2 separate regions of the Mus musculus genome follow, and region 2 is linked to region 1. A link is a contact called in public HiChIP or PLAC-seq data. All regions are on one chromosome and are shown on one strand. Each heading gives the region's core, a stretch centred on a gene start, on an enhancer-like site or on the middle of the called end of the contact. The rest is flanking DNA. Distances are from core to core; before and after follow the strand shown.

Region 1 (6,122 bases), core at 1,357-3,856:
GACATTTTGTACATAGTTGAGAAAATAAAATCACCTCATTGAGCTCACAGGTCTCAGTTAACACCTCCCATGTCTTTATTGGTATAAATGTTTGTTAAGTTTAAAAGAATAAATATTACAAGGAGGTAATTTCTAAAGCCTCCCCAGGCCACCAGCTCTGCCCCTCATCTTTGGGGAGCAGCCTCCTTTATGTGACATTCTCCTGAGAACTCAGTGCCAGCATGCAGAAACTCCAGCTCCCCAAGTGACTGAGCTAAAGTGTTTCCCTATATCCCACCCTTCCTTGCACTGGAACCCCCTGACTCCCTCCACAGCGCGGTGGGATTCTGGGACAGAGAAACCACCTGCTCTAGTTCTTCCTGGCACCGGGTTACCAGGCCCCTCCCCCCAGCCCTCCAAGCTGTGTGACCGAGAACCTGGCACCCTGACCAGCAGCACCAGGCAAACTCTTGTCCTCTGTGAACCTCAGTTTCCAGAGTGACCGCATAGCCTCTAACAGGGATCAAAGAAAGCACACAAATCTACCTGCCACATAGGCCAGGAGGATGCCAGTGACAACCATCAGCTGCACACAGGAGCCGAGCAGTCCTCGGACAGCTGGGTAGGCGATTTCCGAGATGTAAACCTATTGGTGGTTAAGGTGAGATTTTACTTGGCTCTTTGAAAGGAAAGGTTTAACTGTACGCTATAGGCCAGCAGAGTGCCCCTCCCCATTTCCTGCAGATTTTTTTTTTTTGTTTGTTTGTTTGTTTTTTTTTTTTTTTTTGGTTTTTCGAGACAGGGTTTCTCTGTGTAGCCCTGGCTGTCCTGGAACTCACTCTGTAGACCAGGCTGGCCTGGAACTCAGAAATCCGCCTGCCTCTGCCTCCCAAGTGCTGGGATTAAAGGCGTGCGCCACCACCACCCGGTTTCCCGCAGAGTTTTAAAGAGGATTGTGGGTAATGGGTTGCCATTATGTGTGTGAGCACTGAGAGAGGAGTGCAGAGCTTTCCTACCCTGGTTTGCTTGCTTGCTTGCTTGCTTGATTGATTGATTGAGATAGAGTTTCATGAAGCCTAGGCTAGCTTCCCGAGCTGAGGAAAACCTTGAATTCCTGATCTTCATGTATTTAACCCTCAAGTGTTGGGATTACAGGCATGTGCCACCAGGCCCAGCCCAGCACACATTTAATATGCACAGATGTGAGTTAGAACGAAAGACTTCTCCCTTGCTGTCTGATGTGTCCTTGTTCAGCCCAGTCCTAACAGGGGTGCCATCACTTCTAATCTCAGGAGTCACTAGACATTATCCATACATACTTCTAGATTATCCTATACTTTATGCTCTAGTAAAAACAAACAAACACAAAACAAAAACAACCCACAGGTCCCCAGTCTCCCTTTCCTCTAGCTCCTTCACGCCTCCAACAGATGAAGAGGATAAGCAGGAGGCCATGGAAGTGAAGGAGGGATGGGTGGTCATCCAAGTGTGTAGCCACAGGTTGCTGGTGACCCTCAGTTGCTAGGGTCTAAATCTTTTCAGACACTATCCCGGGCCAGCAGTTTCCTGTGCAAAGGCCGAAACCACCTCGGGACTAGGCCTTACTTTACAGGGGGGCACTGAGGCTGGGAGAGAAGCCTGTGTCCAGGTAAGTGGTCCAGGTGTGTGGGCTGCAAGGTATATGTAGCCTTCACTGCAAGCAGTGAAGGGAGCCTGCAGCCTATCCTAGGGACAAACCAGAGTAGAACTGCCCAGTTAACAAGAAAATAGGGGCATTCCCGTTATCGCTGCCTAGCATACAGTGACACCACCATAGTAGAGTAAAAGATCAGTAAGGAACTGCCTCGCTGCTGACCGGCTGCCCCCTGCCTGGCAAAGGTCATCTAGGAGGCTCAAACCACTCACCGGTGCCACTAGTGAGGCGACTCCGCAGGCAAGGCCGGTGAGGAGGCGGCCTCCGAGCAGCATCCACACATCCCGGGCCGCGGTGATGACAGCAAAGCCAGTCACGAAGGGCACGGTGCAGAGCAAGAGGCTCAGCTTGCGCCCTGCACGGTCCAGGAGCCAGCCGCCCAGTATGCCCCCTGCAGCAGCGCCCAGGGTCACGACGGCCTGGGGACCCGGGACGGGCTGAAGAGGAGGCCACCAGGGGCCATGGCCCACGATCCTTCCACCCCACGCCCCCTAGTCTCAGAGGAAAGAGAATGAGGAGGATCCTGGGGTGCGGCAGAGAGTGGGGGACCCAGGACTCCCCAGAGGGCTCACCCCGAACCAGGAGGCCGCATTGTCTCCGAGGCGCAGGGCCGGGGGTGCGGTGCGCCGCAGGCTGGGGATGGCGGGGGAGCTGTAGCCGAGCGCGAAGCCGAAGCTGAGGGGTCCCAGAGCGGCGGCGAAGGAAGCGAGGAAGACCCGGCGGCCGCGGGGAGTCCTACGGGTACAAGGCGGGGCGTGAGCGGTGTCGCCGGGCGTGAGAGAGTGACCGCGGCCCCTGGGAGTCCTCACCTGGCTTCCGGTGGCCGCAATAGCGGCTGCGTCTCCTGGGGGTCCTCGGGAGACATGTCAGCAGGACCTGACCCGCGAACTGTCGCCGCTCGGGCGAGCGCGGCCTCCGCTGCAGGAGTGACCAATGGGATGCTAGAACCCGGCCCCCAACCAGAGCTGGCCAATGGAAGTACAGAGCCGGTTGCAAAGCTCAATGGAGCTGAACTACGCCAGCGACCCAAGTAAAGGTTTGCAGGGAGCTGTGTCCGGGACCCAGGCACGACTGTCCAATTGGAGTGTGGTGTGAGTCTGAAGGCGTGGCCCATCAGGTCTGAGCTTGCCAATGAGAATGGAAAGATTGTTTGGGTGTTTTGTTTTTGTTTTTCCCTCTAATCATCTATTGGGGGCTGGAGGGAGTGGGGGGGGGGGGGATGGACAGAGGTGACAGTGTGCCTGTGCACGTTCGAAGTAAACTTCCCTGAGTTTGTTTTCCTTCCACCAAGTGGATCCTCCGGATCGAACGGAGGTCGTCAAGCTTGAGGGCAAACACCTTACAAGCAGAGTCATCTCGCTGCCCCTATTTTGGTGGTTTCTTTTGCTTTTATTTAAACTTTATTTGTATGAGTGTTGTTTACATGTTCACGTGTGTGTGTGTGTGTGTGTGTGTGTGTCCCATGCATTCCTGGTGCTTGTAGAATTCAGAAAGCATCATCAGATCCTACGGAACTGGAGTTAGAGATTGTTGTGAGCCATGTGTGTGCATGCTTGAGCCCTCTGCTGGAACAAGTGTTCGTAAGCATTGAGCCATCCTTTATATTTTTACTTTTATTTTATTTTAATTTTTATATGGAATTGTCTCTAAATCTAGCCTCCACTAATGAGGGTAGTAGTGGGTCAGCGATGGATCACACTGGCTCCCGAAAGACTTCCCACCCTTACTACCCACAGTTCCCTGGAATAGGCTCCTCCCCAACTTTGACTTCTGCTTCAGAGAGCGTCAGGGTGAAAAGGCTCCAAGAAAACTCTCTTGGGCCACCTGTTCCTATCCTTGGACTTTCTGACATTGACCTGGTGCTTCTGGTAGCAGCTCACCTTCATCATGAGTGCTACAAATGTCTAGAATTCTGAGATGATGAGGACCCTGTCAGGCAAGGTCCCCCATTCCAGAAGTGGGACAGAGTGGAACTTAGTGATTCCCTTGTTCCCTGGTTACCCCACGATCATGGTAATTATCTCTATTGTCCTCCCGCCCCGAGTCTCCCTGTGATTGTGTGCCTCTACTGCTCTGCTTAATCGCTACCTTTGTGGCAGCTTCATCCGTACAGATGTAGAAAGAACCAGTGAGAGGCACCTAGTCCCTCTCTGTGCCTGGGTGTCTTCATCTCTAGAGGGCTGTGAGCAGGCTAAGCCTTAAAATGCCCATCCCGTCTGTACAGTGGTTTTACGTTACTGCAGCCACCCAATTGTAGCAACCAGCAGTTTGAAGTTTTGATCACAAGACTATTCTTTTTTTTTTTTTTAAAGATTTATTTATTTATTATATGTAAGTACACTGCAGCTGTCTTCAGACACTCCAGAAGAGGGAGTCAGATCTCCTTACGGATGGTTGTGAGCCACCATGTGGTTGCTGGGATTTAAATTCCGGACCTTTGGAAAAGCAGTCGGGTGCTCATACCCACTGAGCCATCTCACCAGCCCACAAGACTATTCTTAAAGGCGGGCGGGCAATACCGGCTTGTCCTTCTACGAAGTTTCCTGCTTGGGTGATAGATCTTATCACTGCTTTGAAATCACCTGCTCTTCTCTCTTTTTTTCCCAATAGGCATCAGGTTTCTGATGTCTGCAGAGTAAAGGTCATGGATGAATTGTATCCAGACTGGGTACTTTGTACCCGAGTGACTGGCTCAGCAGAGTGGCTTATGTAGAAGGGATGCTACAGTAAGCCCAGCTAGCACCAGACTTCTGAGTCATGGGCACCTAGGAACCATTGGCTAGTGGTATCCCTGCCCAATCTGGACCAGATATTGTCTCTAGGAAAGCCCCCCCCCCCCCCGTCCCTTTCTATGAGCAAAGCAATACTAGCTTGGTGAGTCAGATCTCTCTCTTGCTTCCTCTGTATCTCTCATACCTTTGTCTCTTATTTAGTCATAAGCGGCTTCATTACTGTCCTGGAAGAATAAATACAGGCTTGATTTTTTTTCCTGTTTCATCAAGATATAACAACAAAAAACGACAGGAAAAATACAGACACAAGCTCCTTAATTTGTATAACAGAAAAACCAGCAGCCAGCCATGTGGCACAAGCCTGCTTCCCAGTTAGCACTTGGAAGGTCCAGTGGAAGAATCAAAAGTTCAAGGCCAGCCCTGGCTCCAGGAAACTGAACTTCTTCTCCCTAATCCTAAAACAGATAAACAGCAGCCAAGCCCAGCTGATAGGAAATACTTAGCCTGCCTCTGAAAGACACACGGGGCAGAGAGAGGCACATGTTTCTGGGACTAAAAGAACATAAGGGTCAAACCATCTACTCTTTTGGAGTCTGTTTTCTTACCTTAAAAGCAGATGGTCTGGAAGATGTCTCAGTTGATGCAATGCTTGCTTTGCAAGCATGAGAACCTGGGTTTGACCCTCTAGTATTCTTGCAAAAGCAGGTGTGGCGGGGCATGTCTGTAATGCCATCCCTGGGGATCACTGGTCATCCAGCCTAGCATAACTGGTGAGCCCTGCCAGACCATGGTTTTTCTCAAAAACCAAAGTGCATGGTTCTTGAGGACCTCCAGCCTCTGTATGGATCCCCACAAGCCTCCAGCTGGACAAAAGCTAGAACAGACCTAATAAATCTGCTGATGGGGTTGCGACGCAGCGTGAAGTTGCCTCTAAAGCTAAAGAGAGTCCAGGCACCTTCAGTCCCATGTATCACACTCAATTGTTGTGCAGAAGGGGGAAGGGAAAGGAAGGGAGTACTCCCTATGGCCTGCAAGGAGGAAGGAGCTAAAGCTCTAACCCCTGACACACACTGTGACATCAGAACTCCTCGTACCTGCTTCCTGTGGGCTGACAATGTGGCCTTGTGGGCACGAAGGGGAATCAGGGTAGGTAGGGATTTTAAAAATCAGACTTTGTGGAGGACCTGGGTTGGGTTCCCAGTACCAGTTTGGGCAGCTCCCAAATGCCGGTAACTCCATCTCCAGGGGCTCTGTCCTCTTTTGGCCTTTGTGGGCAACTACAGTCATGTGCACATACACACAGGGGCACATTGCATACACATAATTTTAAAAATCTTTTTTTTTATTATAATTGAACTCAGGACTTCTGAAAGAGCAGATAGTATTCTTAACCTCTGAGCCATCTCTCTAGCCCATTAAAAAAAGTCTTTTATAAAAAAAATCTAACACTTATAAAATGAATTTTGATAAGTGTACATGCATGCATGTATGTGCACCATGTGTGTGCCTCCTACTCTTGGAGGTCAGAAAAGGTCATTAAATCCTCTGGAATTGTAGTTACAAATGGTTGTGAGACACCATGTGGGTGCTGGGAATTAAACCAGGATCTTTGTGGTGTGAATGTGCTTGGCCCAGGGAGTGGTACTATTAGGATGTGTGGCCTTGTTGGAGGAAGTGTATCACTGTGGGGGTGGGCTTTGAGACCTTCCTCCTAGCTG
Region 2 (6,761 bases), core at 4,008-6,507, 54 kb before region 1:
AGGGGCAGCCCAGAAGAGACAGGCGGCAGAGAGAGGCCAAGACTCCAGGAAGAGGCTGCGTCCAGACACTGGCTTCTCTGTGCCTTAGGTTTCCTCTCTGGGTGGAGTGGTCAGAGTGGGACATAGTGGTCTGCCAGCTTGAGCTCTGGGCTTGAGTTATACTTTTGCGGCAGGAAGGCCCAGAGCAAAGCAAGGCCCAGGAGGCTGTCTGGTTTGCCATGACTGTCCATGCTGAGTGTGCTGTGTCTCTTTGGTCTTGCAGCTGTGAAGGAGGCCGCAGTGCAGCGCAAACACAACCTCTACCGTGACAGCATGGTTCTGCACAATAGTGACCCCAATCTACACCTGCTGGCTGAGGGCACACCAATCGACTGGGGCGAACAGTACGGTGACAGCGGTGACAGCGGCGGTGGTGACAGTGGTGGCAGCCCCTGCCCCTCTGAAGCAGCCACCCTCACAGAAAAGCGCAGGCGTGCCAAGCAGGTGATGTCCGTGGTCCAGGACGAGGAGTCGGGGCTGCCCTTTGAGGCTGGCGTTGAACCGCCATCACCTGCATCCCCGGACAGTGTCACCGAGCTCCGAGGCCTGTTGGCCCAGGACCTGCAGGCTGAAAGCTCCCCACCAGCCAGCCCTCTTCTCAATGGGGCTCCAGTCCAAGAGAGCTCCCAACCCGTGGCAGTCCCAGAGGCCTCACCGCCAGCCTCACCCCTCCGGCATCTCCCACCTGGAAAGGCTGTGGACCTTGAGCCCCCTAAGCCCAGTGACCAAGAGACCGGAGAGCAGGTGTCTAGCCCCGGTAGCCGTCCCCCCATCCATACCACCACTGAGGACAGTGCGGGAGTGCAGACGGAGTTCTAAGCATGGCCTCCAGGCTTCTGTTGGACTCTGCACCAGGGCGCTCCTCCTTGGGCACCACAGCCTCTCACCTCTGGGGAGGGGTACTCCAGTTTGTGCCTTGTGGGAAAGGTGGCTGGGGTGGTGTGGCATCTCCAGGGGTCTGGCCTACCCAAGTCACTTTATGGGGTTCAGTACACCTGTTACTGCCCCGTTTTCTGTGGGCTGATCTCCAATGCTGGGTCTGGTTTTGAGGGTTTCCTCTTTGTGCAAGGGTCTGGGGAGCCCCTCCATCCCGCCCTCGTACTGTTACGGCGGCAGATGAAAGCAGTGGTGGTGTGACTCACGTATAGGAAGCTAGGAAGCTGTCATCTCACTCTGGGGCTCCTTGGGACCAACGTGGCAAGGAAAAGGCAGACCAGGCCTCTGTCCCGCCCACTCCCTGCAGGTCCCAAGGTTAGACACTGGCCTCACTTTGCTAGCTACTGCTGTGGGAGGGCGGGGCTTAGGGGTCTTACAGGGGAGTGATGCTAGAGGTCAGAGGTCATGATGGAATGAGAAAGGCCCAGAATGTGTTAGTCTGTGCAGGGGAAGTGTCCTGAGGGGGAGGGAGCTTGGGAGTGTCTTTGCCAGGATGGCAAAGTGAAGGTAGCTGAAGTTGGAGTGTCTTGGGTGACCCGTTCCTGCTCATCTGGCTGACAACGCTCATTGGCAGGGCTTAGCTGTGGGCTGTTTCACTACGTGCCAGGAAGCTGGTGGGGCTCCAGAGGGACATTGAGGGCTATGGCTCTCTGAGACACTGCTGACCATTCATGGCCTCTGCTCCCGTCACCTAATCCTGATAATTCCAGACCCCTCTTCCAATGTCCTTGTGAGCCATTTGGGCTTGTCTTTCCCTCTTAGTCACAAGGGTCAAACCAAGAGTCAGTTAGCTAGATGACTCTCCCCAGACTCTGTCGCCAGAGTTGGGAGAACAAAGCAGAGACTGCCGCTCCAAGGCCCCCAGGACGAGGTCCCTCCCAGTCCTGTGTCCCTTGCTCTGTGGACCTGCTCCCCAGACGCAGGCCTCAGACCCACAGGATGTGGCCGGTGCTCAGGGACACCCAGTCCCCTGCCCTCACTCCGAGTACTGACTTCTTTCCATGTTCTCTAGTGCCTTGGGGGTTTCCACCATCCTTCCAGATATGGTATGAAGAATCTATGCAAACTGTGTAAGCTTCTGCTCATCAATAAACGCTTTATTTAAAGCTCATTTCCTCATGTGCTGCTGGGGTGGGGGAGATCTGGGCCTACCGTATCTAGGGATCCATTCATCCCAGATCTCTTGGGCTCATCATATGAGCTACCAGGCCCCTGATCTGAGTGTGTTCCTGCACGTGTGTACAGGTACAAATTCACATGTGCATGTGGAAGCCAAAGGATCTCGGATCATTCCGCCTCGTGTTTTGAGATGAGGTCTCATTAGCCTGGAACTCACTAACTCGGTTAGCTTGGCTGACTGGTGAGTCCCAGGGTCTGCCGGCTTCAGCTTCCTCAGTACTTTGATTACATGTACTGGCCTGGCTCTGTGAGATCTGGGGAGCCAGACTTCCAAATGACAACTAATGTACTGAGGCCTCTTTCTCTAACTCATTCTTACAATCCCCTATTTTAGAGGGAGAAACTGAGGCTCAGAAAGAAGGGGAGAGGCCATAGAGCTTTCAGGTGACTAGCCTTCTGATGGCTCATCAGTCCCATGTGTCCACCATGAGGGTGGCCTCCAGGCCTGAGCTAGGTGCTAATGTCTAGTTCCCCCAGAGCCAGTCAAGTAGTAATATTTGTTGAGCACATGCTGTAGGCCATATACACTATACTGGGGAGGGCAGTAGGGTGCCATGTCACATGGAACCCTTCACTACAGCTGGTGAGGGTGGGCTGCCCCTCTGAAAGTTAACATGCCTTCCAGTTGCCTCAGCAGCCCCCTCACCTAGGATAATCATTGCAGGAACACAACCTGTCCCATGAGCACAGGCTACTTATAAATAAATAATGAGACCCCCATCTCTGGCTCTGTTCCCCTCGCCCTCTTTCAAGAGGGTGTTGCCTAACTCTCCATGGGGCAATGTTTCTGTTGCCTTCCCTCTGACCCAGGGGCAGCAGCTCTCGCCCTTTTCCCCAGAAGAGCTGCCCTCTCCCCGGACTCTGCCTACTCCTACCCCTCCCAAGTTCTCATGGACCTAGGGGTGACTCTGCAAGGAGTCAGATTTACTGGTGCTCCTGTTTTGAATCAACCTGCCTGTGTAGGCTAAGGATGCAGATATGGGAGGGTGGGTGTTCAGAAAGAAGCAAAAGGGTGCTGGGGAGTCTTGCACAACCCACCCCTTCCCAGAGACACTGGTGCACCTTAGGACGGGATGGCTGATACATTCCACAGATATGGACACCTCCAGGAGGGGCAGACAGCTGGGTGTAGCGCTGAGGCTTGGCTACTAACATGGATTCCTGAGTCCTGCAGGGCCACCTCCCTACGCTGGACCTTGGCCCCCTGCCCCAAGGCTCCACCACCAGCAGATTTGCCCTGTCTTTTGTTCACTGTTCAGAATAGCTATGTCACAGGCCAGGAACATTCCACCTGCCTGCCTAGTGCTCAGAGCAGTGGGGGTCGGGGTGGCAGGTGGTGGGTGACAAAGGCCTATGGCAGTCTTGCCCTAGTCTGGGGAATGAGGGTAGGTGGGAGTCCAGCAGTGGTGGAGATGGTACCAAGGAAGGGCCAGGGCTGGTAGGTGCTGTGCCTTCAGCTGCTGTGGTAGATCCGGAGGCGCTGGGAGATCTCCTGGCGGCACAGTGGGCAGGTGCGCAGAGGCTGGCAGCACTGCTGACAGCAGCAGACGTGGCCACAGGTGAGGAAGACCATCTGGGCCTGCGGAGAGAGCAGCAGCAACATCCTGACCGCTCAGTTCTGGAGCCATGACCACATCAAAGCCCCGAGAGATGCCAGTGGATGTGAAAACCTAGTCAGGCCTGTTGGCAGTTTTGTACCTGTTTTTCCATGGATTGTAATAGCATTCAAATATCTACAATCTAAAAGCTCTTTCCTCCAGTGCATGCCAGGCTGAGTGCCCTGCTACTGAGCTGCCTCCACCCCCAGCTGGGATGCCAGGCGTGTACTGCTTACCTGGCCCTCCACCTATTTGTAATTATTTTGTGTTCACACTTGCCAAAGTATGATGCCTAGCCTAAAATGACTTCCACCTTATAGTCACTAGCCTCGTATGTGTTCCCTGACTCTGTCTTAGCAAGACCCCTCAGTATGCACATGGCCTGAGAAGTCTCCAATTGCTTCAAAGTCATGTATCATATCAAGAAATTGGGAGTCCCTTTCAGAGCCTGAGGACAGTGCCTTGGTTACAGTTCTAACCACTGTGCCCTCCGCCGCATAGCACCCCGGAGTCTGCTGAAGGTCAGAGAGCTACCGAGCTGCTACAGCAGCCCCCTTAGTAACTCATGTGTGTATTCTACTCGGGAAGTGTAGAAGGGGGTGTGGGATCCCCTGACGTTATGAGCCACCCGACATGGTACAGGGAAGGGCAGTGAGTGTGAGCCATCTCTCCAGCCCCTTTTGGGTTTCTTGACACAGGGTCTTGCTCCATAGCCTCAGACTCACAGGGCTTTTGCCTTTTTCATCTCTCATTAAGTACGGCTGCAGGCATACCTGCCGTGCCCTGCCCCGGCTCCCTTAGCAACTGTGCAGGAGGGAGGACCTGTGCTTTAAGCACTGGTATGTTTACTTTTTGCAATAAGTGTTAATTTTGCAACAATCTTACAAAGGCCTGGCCGGGAAAACCATGTTCTTGGTGAGTCATGCCTGAGGAAATTTTCCCTAATATAGTTAATAAGCTGAGGGAAAAATCCTTCTCTGGGGAAAATGGACTCTAGACAATGTCAGCATTGCGCATATCTGGGTCATGGAACATGGGTCATTTTGGTGTCTCCCCACACTTACTTCACGTTCCAGGCACACAACACACTCTGAGGTCGGCATGTCCAGTTCAGCTGGGGGGGCGGACGGTCGCACTGACTCTTGGAGCTCCCGGGGAGCTGTGGGGGGCTCGAGGGCACCAAGGACCTCATTCTCGAGTGGTTTCAACTCTGAAGAAATCAGAGGGACAGGCTAAGCCATCCCCAGATGGTCCCAGTCTTAGCTTGTGTGAGTAATCGGGGGTGGGTGGAGGGGAGAGGGGGTGCCTCCGTCCATGAGCAGGGGAAGGATCTCCCTCTCGGCCTCATTAATTCTTCCGTGTCCATCTGTGAGATGGGAGCACCCAGCTACCACACACTCTGCTTGTGGAGCTCAGAGGTGAGAAAAACCTTAGAAGCCTGAGGCTCTGAGAGAGGACATCGCATGCCTAGAGCCGTATCGCCACCCAGTGGTGGAACTGCAGGACAGAGGCCCTGGGCTAGTGGCTGAGCTTCTTTACCAGGCTCCTCAGGAAACAGCATGGGTCCATCAGGTGATGGCAGAATGGGACCGCCCCAAGGCTGCCTCCTCAGTCCCCAGTCCTCCCCCAGCATAGCCCACACTGTGCCTACAGCTCTGCCTTGGAGCCAGTAGCCCCTAGACTGCTAAGTACAGCCTCTGAACAGCCCAGAAAAGAGCTTAGAGTCAGTACCTGGCTGGACCCTAGGCACAGCTAGCAGGTCCTGGGCTCTCCGTAGGATCTCATGTTGCAGGCCTGCTTCTGAGACGCCCACCTGTGGCCAAACAGGAAAAAGCAGACCAAGGGCTGAGGGCAAGGAGCCAGCTCTCCTCTACTAAGCTGTCATATGCTGTCCAGCCCATAGGACTGCCTCAGCCTCCACCTCCGGCACCTTCACTGGAAACAGGGAGGCCTGGACCTTGTGGTCAGTATGAGGCAAGGTAGAACCACAGCCCTGCAGGTGGCTCAATCGGGCCTCTGTGGCAGAGGGGAGAACTGAGCCCCCAAAGGAAACCTGTGACATGTGTGTTTACTGAATGCTTTCCTGACACTACTGTCACTGTGCCTGGTGACCTTAGGACAGAGAGCTACTGAAACTCCTCTGCTGAGAAGTAGCAGGGTCAGAGCCTTCTAGCCGACACCCCAGAGCCTGGGCGCATAGCCCAGAACCCTGCATCTATCCGAAGGTCATCAGGAACTGCCCCCAAGCATGGGCCCTGCACTGTCCTGGATGAGGCAGGACAACAGAACGGATGAGAGCAGGGACCCTGAGGCCAGACCACTCAGAGTCAAGTTCCCGGTTCATGGGCTGCCGTGAGACACTAAGAATGATGCCAGGCATGTATACGTCCCAGGGAGGTGCCGGTGGATTAACTCCACAAAAGGAGCTCATGTTGTGTTCAGGACGTAGCTATAACTGTGTGACACCATTGCACAGGCTGAGGGCAAAGGTGAGCAGAGGCAATGGGGCAGCGGTTCTGGCCATGAGAAGCTCGAGTCACCTGACCTGGACAGACCTTGACTCACTACAAACTGAACAAATATACCCCCTTTGTGACAGTGAGTCCAGGCACACTGGGCCTTCCTGACTTCCCCCAAGACAATGGCTGCCCACCTTAGCCAGATCTCCGGGGCTCATTCGGCTCAGCATGTCCAGTGAGATGCGGTGGTGGGCGAAGAGGGGCAGGTAGTGCTCTGCAGAAAGCTCCACCAGCAGGGCCACCAGCCGTCGCTCCATGCCTTCTTCCTGCAGGATGGCCCCATGGGGAAGGCCAAGGGTGTTAGAGTGGAGGGAACCAAAGATACACTGGTTTCAAGATGGGACTGTCAGAGTGCATGACACACAAGCGTGCTTGGGCTCTTCCCCACCGAAGGGTGTGTGCTAAGTGTATGGAGATCCACCCACAGGGAGCTCACTGCTGTTCTACACTTGAAATAGTCACGTAAACATGCAGCTCCGGAGGGAGCTGG

Evidence for each region. HiChIP or PLAC-seq counts read pairs in DNA pulled down with a chosen protein or histone mark.
Region 2: an H3K27ac HiChIP or PLAC-seq map of embryonic stem cells shows a contact between it and region 1, with 19 read pairs. The contact joins the enhancer-like site here to the promoter of Slc2a8 in region 1. A contact is called at or near these places in 8 of 39 promoter capture datasets (the HPC-7 cell line, HPC-7-derived erythroid cells, embryonic stem cells and 4 more), 3 of 15 datasets of contacts at CTCF or cohesin (the G1E-ER4 cell line, large pre-B cells and pro-B cells), 16 of 484 Hi-C or Micro-C datasets (B cells, the G1E-ER4 cell line, the HL-1 cell line and 10 more), 5 of 115 datasets of contacts at active chromatin or transcription factors (the SCID.adh cell line and embryonic stem cells) and 4 of 9 other capture datasets (adipose tissue, embryonic stem cells, liver and 1 more).

The regions. Positions count from the first base shown.
Region 1 is chr2:32,979,477-32,985,598 of GRCm38.p6, forward strand. It overlaps Slc2a8 (solute carrier family 2, (facilitated glucose transporter), member 8), which reads right to left and starts at 2,607. Exons shown (of 10, transcript NM_019488.5): 1 at 2,482-2,607; 2 at 2,245-2,407; 3 at 1,885-2,091; 4 at 526-625. The coding sequence starts at 2,537.
Region 2 is chr2:32,923,169-32,929,929 of GRCm38.p6, forward strand. It overlaps Lrsam1 (leucine rich repeat and sterile alpha motif containing 1), which reads right to left. Exons shown (of 26, transcript NM_199302.3): 23 at 6,406-6,537; 24 at 5,484-5,565; 25 at 4,817-4,962; 26 at 2,047-3,733. The coding sequence ends at 3,608. It overlaps Niban2 (niban apoptosis regulator 2), which reads left to right. Exons shown (of 14, transcript NM_146119.2): 14 at 263-2,085. The coding sequence ends at 858. Among named protein-coding and RNA genes, the nearest start is that of Lrsam1, 35 kb to the right of the region's middle. Within about 2 kb of position 5,258, at least 83 of the 459 cell types and tissues checked have an H3K27ac peak or open chromatin away from gene starts, as enhancers often do. A contact at or near this core is called in the HL-1 cell line, the SCID.adh cell line, adipose tissue and 4 more, where this site is marked.